Linked DNA regions of Danio rerio: region 1 is linked to region 2. The links are chromatin contacts, called in public Micro-C maps. All regions are on one chromosome and are shown on one strand. Each heading gives the region's core, a stretch centred on a gene start, on an enhancer-like site or on the middle of the called end of the contact. The rest is flanking DNA. Distances are from core to core; before and after follow the strand shown. Region 1 holds the start of itpkca (inositol-trisphosphate 3-kinase Ca). Region 2 holds the start of eif4ebp1 (eukaryotic translation initiation factor 4E binding protein 1).

Evidence for each region. Hi-C and Micro-C count contacts between places; a contact is called where the count stands out from the background.
Region 1: a contact with region 2 is called in a Micro-C map of caudal fin, with 4 times the contacts expected there. The contact joins the promoter of itpkca here to the promoter of eif4ebp1 in region 2. A contact is called at or near these places in 2 of 18 Hi-C or Micro-C datasets (caudal fin and an unstated tissue).

Annotation. Positions count from the first base shown.
Region 1 is chr21:22,734,541-22,738,593 of GRCz12tu, reverse strand. itpkca (inositol-trisphosphate 3-kinase Ca) reads right to left here and starts at 2,077. Exons shown (of 7, transcript XM_681366.11): 1 at 1,401-2,077. The coding sequence starts at 1,760. ccdc61 (coiled-coil domain containing 61) reads right to left here. Exons shown (of 13, transcript NM_001077166.1): 13 at 3,395-4,053.
Region 2 is chr21:22,485,428-22,489,774 of GRCz12tu, reverse strand. It overlaps eif4ebp1 (eukaryotic translation initiation factor 4E binding protein 1), which reads left to right and starts at 1,403. Exons shown (of 4, transcript NM_199645.1): 1 at 1,403-1,559; 2 at 1,662-1,858. The coding sequence starts at 1,723.

The sequences.
Region 1 (4,053 bases), core at 828-3,327, 250 kb before region 2:
TGGGATTAAAATATCTGTTACAACTCTCCTCTCTGTGATTTTTATAAGTTTAAAACGTTTTTTTTTTTTTTTTTTTTTTAACAGCATGTTTATAATAAATACAGTAAAATCACTATGCAATTCTTAACCGCTATAATCACCACAGCCTTATGGTGTCAGACTCATTATTTCAGAAAGGCTTGAATAAACTCCACCACAAATACATCAAATAAACTTACTTTATTTTATTTTTTGACTAAGGAGCTTTATTTTAGCTTTATCCATGTCTGTCTCTATCACTGACTGCTGTTTATCTGTTGTAACCGAGAACCAGACACACGAGAGAATAGTGGGCGGGGAGAAGCAGCTCATTTGCATTTGAAGCTAAAGGATACAAAAACAGCTACAATGTATTTGCACACCGTAATGGGCTGATTCTGGAAGCTATAATAAGTAATCTGATGGGTATTTTGAGCTGAAACTTTATAGATACACTCTGGGGACACCAAAAGGTTTTTCTTACATCTTGTAAAAGAGGTCAAATTGGTGCCCTTCAAAATACAAAGTCAAAAACACCTACAAAAATAACAAAAGTTACAAAAGTAACTGTACTCAGGTGAAATACTCAAGTATTTTAAAATATGTGAACAGACAGCTTAGCTTTTAGAAATGACTTAAGATGAAACAGCTCTCATTCTAATATTCTGAAAACGTAGTATTTCCGTAATTCTAAGGCTTTTCATTGGCATTTGGGAAATTATGGCACTGATAAAATGATGACATTGATTTAGGTCAACTACTGTTCTAACAGCGTTATCAGTGTTTACACACCACATAAAGTCCACTGACTCTTTACATAAAATTTAACTTGAGTGAGAATTATTGATAGGATAAAAGTAAATGCTATTTTTATAGGATAAATCAACGAGAAAACATGAAATTATTATATAATAGACCTATGTATACTCAGGTTTTAAGAAAATTAACCACAAAACGTGTTTGTAGTCAAACCATTAGAACCACAAATCAACCATTAGCAACGTATGGTATGCGTAAGTTATCTGTTATAAACAAATGGTCAATCATCCAGATTTTTACTATTAAACCATGGTTCACTTCTGTAAGGGAAGATACAATTCCCCAAAAGCAATACTTCACCCTTTAATTTTCACCGTTTGCAGTACATGTTTAATATCTTACTTTGTAAGTTAACCAAGAAATCTGAAACAGAGCAATAGGCGATATGCAAATTACATATGTCTTGCAAGTTCATGTTTGGTCTCCACATAAAATATATCATATGCAATATTTCAAAATATTCTATAAGACGGCAGTTTACATATATTTTTACATATAAAAAATTCCGCATGGGTAAACCTGAAGTCCTGAACTGATCCCTGAACTGTAAAACAGACTCTTACCGTGAGCGCTTCGCCTGGAGACTGATTAACGTTAAAGTCAACGTATCCCAGCAAATCCTCTTCGCATTCCTCAAAAGATGAAGCCGGCGAGAGGCCGCTTGAGGACGAGTTGGAGAGTTTTCTGAGCGCCAGGGACGAGGCGGGGGAGCCGCTGAGTCCGCTGTCCGAGCAGATGGACTCCTCGTCGGGGTTGCGATGGGAACAGGAGCAAGGTCCCCGGGGGCTCTGCTCGCACTCGCAGGTCACAACCAGCTCGGGGACAGCGACGCGAGCGCGCCTGGAGAGCAGCTCTTCTGGGTGGCTGTGCTGGGTTTCACCCATACCCACGCAGGGGGCAGGGGTATCGGGCGTTTTGGTCATCACGCGGCTTCTGATCTACTAGATCATTGAGGTTGTTGATGGGTTTATCCAGATTAGGGCGCGTAACCGGCTCGCGCTGGGCACCGCCGCCGCTCCTTGTGTGCGACGCCTCGCTTGGATGCAAAAATAAAGCAATATTGGGCCAGTGTTTTAACGCTTCAGGGGCTTTAAATGCATTCTGTACATGTATGAATACAATCACGTGAAAAAGTAAAGATTCCGCAGGTATTAAAGAACTAAAACGCTCATGTGTCTATCAGCGATATTGGAAAATGTGTTATTTGCTGAACGCTGTTAAAGCGTCGCGTGAACAGACTGCAGTTTTACCCCGCCCACCTTTCTTTAAAGCAACAGAGCCAAACATGAAGAGGTCACATGAGAATCAGATTTACAGCGCCACCTAACCGGTGGTAGACGACGTAGGGACAGTTCACACAGAAATTAATAATGACCGCAGTGCATTCACACTAGCAGCAACTTTGAAGCTGCTTGTCGCCCTGAGGGGAAATTGAAGTCGGGTAGTGTTAGTGGTCGCTTGTCTCTGATTGTCGCTCGTAGTGTGGATGGGGAATTGGGCTATCTAAAATGTAGGTCACTTTTTTTCTTCAGTAGTACATTGTATACCTCTTTGAGAGTAATAAAAAAAAAAATAATGCAGGCAAACTTACATACCTGCCTGTATGTTTTAAGGCCGCTCAAATTGACGTTAATCTATAGCCCCTTTAACACATACAGACCTGATTACTGGGAATTTTCCACAAAGGTCTGCGTGTATGAACAGGCCCTTTTTGAAAATACCTGTAGGGAAAGAGAAGTTGTAACATTACTGGTAATTTGACAGAATGCTGCACTGTGTGAATGCAGAAGATTGTCAGAGAGCGAGTTCAAATCTAGAACCCGCTGATGTGAGATGCCTACTTAAGCCAGACGCATTAACATCTATGGAAATAAAAGCTTTTGAATGTTTTTCCAGACACATTTAACTGCTAGATGTTAGCCAGATAGCGTTTCTATGTTCCTTCTTAATGCCAACTTTGTAAAAAATTATTGATAAAATGCTCATGATAAACTGCTGTTTGTTTACCTTCAAGCTCTGCTTCAGTTGCTCGACACATGTGCACATGAAGGAGCCAGTGAGCACCAGCACACACACATATTACATACATCTCGACATGTGAAAGTGTTCCTCCATGTTTTCATCGAAGTTGTTCACAATACTTACCCATCTACAGAATTTGTTATGTGGTCAAGTGTGTAAACATTTAGCTGCGGCGCACGCTTCTGCCTTTAGATGTCTCAGAAAGCAGCTGCAGAAATGCTAAAGCTTTAAATAAAAGTCAAACCATCAAGAAAAGGCAGACCGCTTCTATGTTTACAAATCTAACCGCAGCCATTTTAGAGGTCATTTGTGGTTAATGATACCAGAATTTTCTGGTGTTTTAGAATGGATATGTTAATGGTCTTTTCTGAAAAAATTACAGAACGTCCGTGCCTGTGTGAACAGCTTTTTTATGAATTTACCAGAAAAGTCGTTCCAGAATTTTTCCGGATATTTACCGTTATCACTGTGTGAAAAGGACTAATGACTCACATTTTGGAAATCTTTTTTTTTTTTTTCAATAAAATGATCATACTTGTAGTTCAAATGATTTTTTATTAAAAAATAATTTAAGGTGATTTTATGGCACCACACTTTAGTACCATAAATACTTTATTAGTTAAATGGACTGTACCTTATAGCAGATGTTAATCCAAAGACAAACATTGTATTTTTATACCAACAAAAGTTTAAAAGTGCTGCCCATATTTTCACATCTAAAAAAAATCTAATGTTTAGATTTTTGTAAAAAACTAAATTTAGTGAGCTCGCATTACCAATTTGAGACCTTAGTGGAAATGAAAAAATAACAATTAAATGGCCAAATTTCAGGCAAAATATCTGTTGCATTATATAATTCCAAAGTGTGTCAAGAATAGACATAAACTGCAAAATTATTTGATATAAAAAGTTTTGTTTTTAAGAATCACAAAAATTGAAAGCATCTAAAACAGACATAAAACATACACACTAATCATGTTAAAAAACAAAACAACAATGGTCAAAAAAACACTAATTCATAAAACATACACAGGAATGCCTTTTAAAAAAAACAAACCAAAACATATATCCTGAGGTCATACTTTTTGGACACTTCTGGTTTTCTTCAAGTCTGATATGGCAACAGTCTTAAAAAGCCCCTTCATAAAGCCAGTGTAACAGCATTTTGAGCCAAGCCCAAAGTTACATTAGGGA
Region 2 (4,347 bases), core at 154-2,653:
CCAAATTCTGACCCTACCATCTGAATGTTGCAGCAGAAACAAAAACTCATCAGGCCAGGCAACGTTTTTCCAATCTTCTATCGTCCAATTTTGGTGAGCCTGTGGGAATCGTAGCCTCAGTTTCCTGTTCTTAGCTGACAGGAGTGGCACTTGGTGTTGTCTTCTGCTGCTGTAGCCCATCCGCTTCAAGGTTGGAGGTGTTGTTCGTTCAGAGATGGTCTTCTGCACACTTCATTTGTATTGAGCGCTTATTTCAGTTACTCTTGCATTTCTATCAGCTCAAGAGTCTGGCCATTCTCCTCTGACCTCTAGCATCAACAAGGCATTTGCACTTCTGCCGCTCACTGGATATTTTCTTATTTTCAGACCATCCTCTGTAAACCCTAGAGATGGCTGTGCGTGAAAATCCCAGTAGATCAGCAGTTTCTGAAATACTCAGACCAGCCTGGCACCAACAACTATTCCATGTTCAGAGTCACTTAAATCACCTTTCTTCTTCATTCTGATGCTCGGTTTGAACAGCAGATCACCTTGACCATCTCTACATGCCCAATTGCATTAAGTTGCTGCCTTGTGATTGGCTGATTATAGTTTTGCGTTAACAATCAGTTGGACAGGTGTACCTAATAAAGTGGCCGGTGAGTGTATAGTGCACTGAAGTCAAATGTAATTTTTGCATTATTCTGTAAACTACTGATGACATTTCTTCCAAATTCAAAATAAACATCTTGGCATTTAGAGCATTGTTTTATGGCAAAAAAGGTGCCATAATTTTAAACACCACAACACAAATTTGTATCTTCAGAAGAGTTAAGAAATCCGCATTTGTTTGTATAATCCTAATTACAAGTCATGACAAATTAAAGCATTTGTAATTTTAACCAACTTAGAAAAAAACTATAAATAATTTTTTTTTTTTTTTAATTATCGGATCTTTACAGAATAAAACAAATAATAACATACATTTTATTCAAAGCTTTACCTAATGAGTCCAGTACACTGAGAGAAACTGAGAATTGTGGTATCTAAAATATGTTTACGTTTTTATCATTATAATTACATTTCATAAAAATTACATTTTTATATGTTTTAGTAGATGTAATTTGCCATTTTTTCATTAAATATCTATTATGCTTTAGGATGAAACATTAAACAATTTGGGAGATAAATAAAGGCAGACCAGTTTAAAAGAGAAAAAGAAAAAATACTGTAGATATTAATATGTGATTCATTATTAAATGATGAATCAGTGCAGCGGTAACAACTCGTGTAAACATCGGGAAAAAACTACATTTCCCATCTGTGTCTTGCAGTTCCGTTGCTCGCCGGAGGGGGCACCGGTGGCCGAGGTCTCCTTTTTAAATAGCTCTTTCCTGCTCGTGTTTTGTTGAGTGCGTGGTGTGTGTGCATGAGGAGTGAGAAAGAAAACGTGGTCGCGGAGAAGCCTAGCATTTTTAGCTAGTTTGCGAGTGTGAATGAGTGAATGAAGTGCCATACAGGCTCAAATATTTAGTATTATTTATTTTTGTATGTAGTCACGTTTGCCACAAACGGACAAGGTAAACAATTCTACAAAAGTAACTTGATACTGAACCGCTGACAACAGAATACATTTACCTGCTGAAAATTAGAGCTGAATTGTTTTGTTCTTCTGCTTCAAGGTGCAAAGACACTATTTGATCAAGGCAGCTGGCTGAGTTTGTGCTTGCAATAGTGTTGAAAATGTCCATGGGCAGTCAGAAGACCACCAGTCAGGCAATTCCAACCACCAGACGAGTCATACTCAACGATGCGGCCCATCTGCCTCATGATTACTCGACAACACCCGGGGGGACCCTTTTTAGCACGACTCCTGGAGGTAAATGTCACGGGCTTGCTGATGAATCGTTCGGGCGCATTCGCAGCTGTCGCAAGAGCGAGCATTGTTTTTGTTTTGACCGCGACATAGCGATGCATCCCAGAGCTCGTGCACCGCGAGCATTGTCTTTGTGCTTGACAGACTGCGGTGCGCGTGCTCATGACGCTTCAGCCTGCTCGTCTCGTATTGTTTGTGTTTTAACTGCTCGTCAACCGATAGTAAACGCTTGAACGTTATCAATAGGACCAGAACAGCATTGATTTATTGACATGACGGCAGACTATGACATTCTCGCAAAACTGGGCTTCTTACAATTGCAGAAATTACAATGCAAAATTATGAACGTAAACATGTATTGGTTAACATGGTATATTTAAAATGTGTATGTTTCCATTGGAGAGGTTAGGCTCTAAAATAATATATATGTTTTTGGCACTTACTGTTCCACGGGGGACCTTTACGTTCCACAAAAATACTCTAAATCATTTATTTGCATTAGGTTTAAAGACTGCTGACTGAAAGCTTCTCTTAAGAACTTAAAATGTTTATTTTGCGTCGCCACTGTTTTGAAATGTTTAAGGGTGTGAAAGGGGCAGTTTAGCATTTTAAAAATGTAAACTATTGAATTATGACATTGAAATTTAGATTAAACCATCCATAATGGCCTTGATCGACCTTCAAGTAAATTTTTGGAAATTCTGGCATAGTGATTCAGTATTATTTATGCCAATTTGTACTGTATATTCTCCACTATTTAGATGAAATGTTATGTATGCAGACGTCAACGTGCATATGTATTGTGTACACATACATGTATGTGTGTTTATACACATGTATATGCATATATGAACACAGGGTATCCGCGGAGTCTTAAAAAGTTTTAAAAAGTCTTAAAGGTCAAAAACAAAGCTTAAAAACTCCTTAATTCACTGAAATATTGAGTTTTATGTCTTAAATCATTTTAAACAAGTCTTCATTTTTCTCTGTTCAGGTAAAGCTACCCAGTCAGGCTGACAACCATCCAATTGCCAACAATCAAATCAGGGAAAGACAGCTAAAACAATTACAGTTCCTCATAATAATAACAGAGCAATTTATCCCTTTATGTTATCTTCCATTCATACACAAACTATTAACAGAAGCAAGGGCGAGTAGACATAATATTTATCAATAGGCATGAAACTTAAGGTTTTATAACTGAAATGCATTAGGTTAAATAGAAGTTATACTCAATCAATTTGGACCAAAAGCCAACAAATAAATATTTTTGATTATGTAATTCCCTTCACAATAAATATACTTTTAACAATGTTGAACTTGTCATTAAAAAGAAAAAAAAGAAATGTTGTGTTGAAAATAGTCTATACAACTAAAGTTTTCTTGTTTAGACGCATTAAAGTATGTCGCTAAGAAATAATTACATTTATTTTTTTGTGGCAAGCAAAAATAAAATCCATTGGGCCAATGGGGCCAATAGAATTAATCATTAGTGTTTAGCCCTGTATAAATCTAAAATTTCATTCATAATTGTCTTAAAAGGCTCTTAAAAGACTTGTTGAAACCCTGTAACAACATGTATGATTCCTAGGCATAAACTTGAGTGAAACATAATTTATATTTATTTTGTGTAAGCTTCCGATCATGTTTTATTTTAAAATTTAGCAAAAGTATTAATGTAGAGCATTATTTGCATAAAATTCTAAAAAGTGGCATGTTTTATTTACCAGAGTAGCTTGTGGATTTTCTTAGATGCAAGAGATAACTAATAGTCAACAAGAGGACGTGACGCTTCTCGAGGCATGTGACTGTTGGTTTCTCAATAGTCACTGCCACTTCTGCTTTTCTAGCACACGAGGACGGCCGTTCTTATTATTGTCAACAGTGTTTCAGTTACTATTTGTCCCGATGGTCATTTAAACCATGATGATGTAACACTGCGTAGATCACAGGAAACATTAGATGCACAATATAGGCATTAGGGAATGTTTGACTTTTTATTGGTTCTCATGTTTAGTGCTTGTTTTTATTAGTGTGCATGCTTCTCTGCATACACTTATGAGTTCTATCTGCAGGCTGCTTTTGGCATTGAAATGCACTCGATAGCTTTACCTCATAGAGTGAAATTAGTTCAAGGATGTTTGTGTGTGTGTGAAGGTTCACTGGAGGTTCAACGGGGCTGATAGGAGCCGAGCTGATAATGTGTTCTTGTTCTCACTATTTCAGTCTGTTGCCTTGTTTTTTTTTCTTTCTTAACACTGTTCTGATAAGGAAATGAAAAATGTATATGAAAGAATAGTTTGTCAAACATTGACACTTTAAAAGTCTCCACGCTTAATGATGCAATGCAGCGCTGTAATGGTGAAAAGCGCACCGTCATATGGACATGTTTAGACATGTTGGGATCAAACTCGTAACACTTAACATGGCACAGCCCGAACACACCTGGCTGTTTTCACAGGCTTGTCAGTCAGCTTAGCATTTGTACCCTG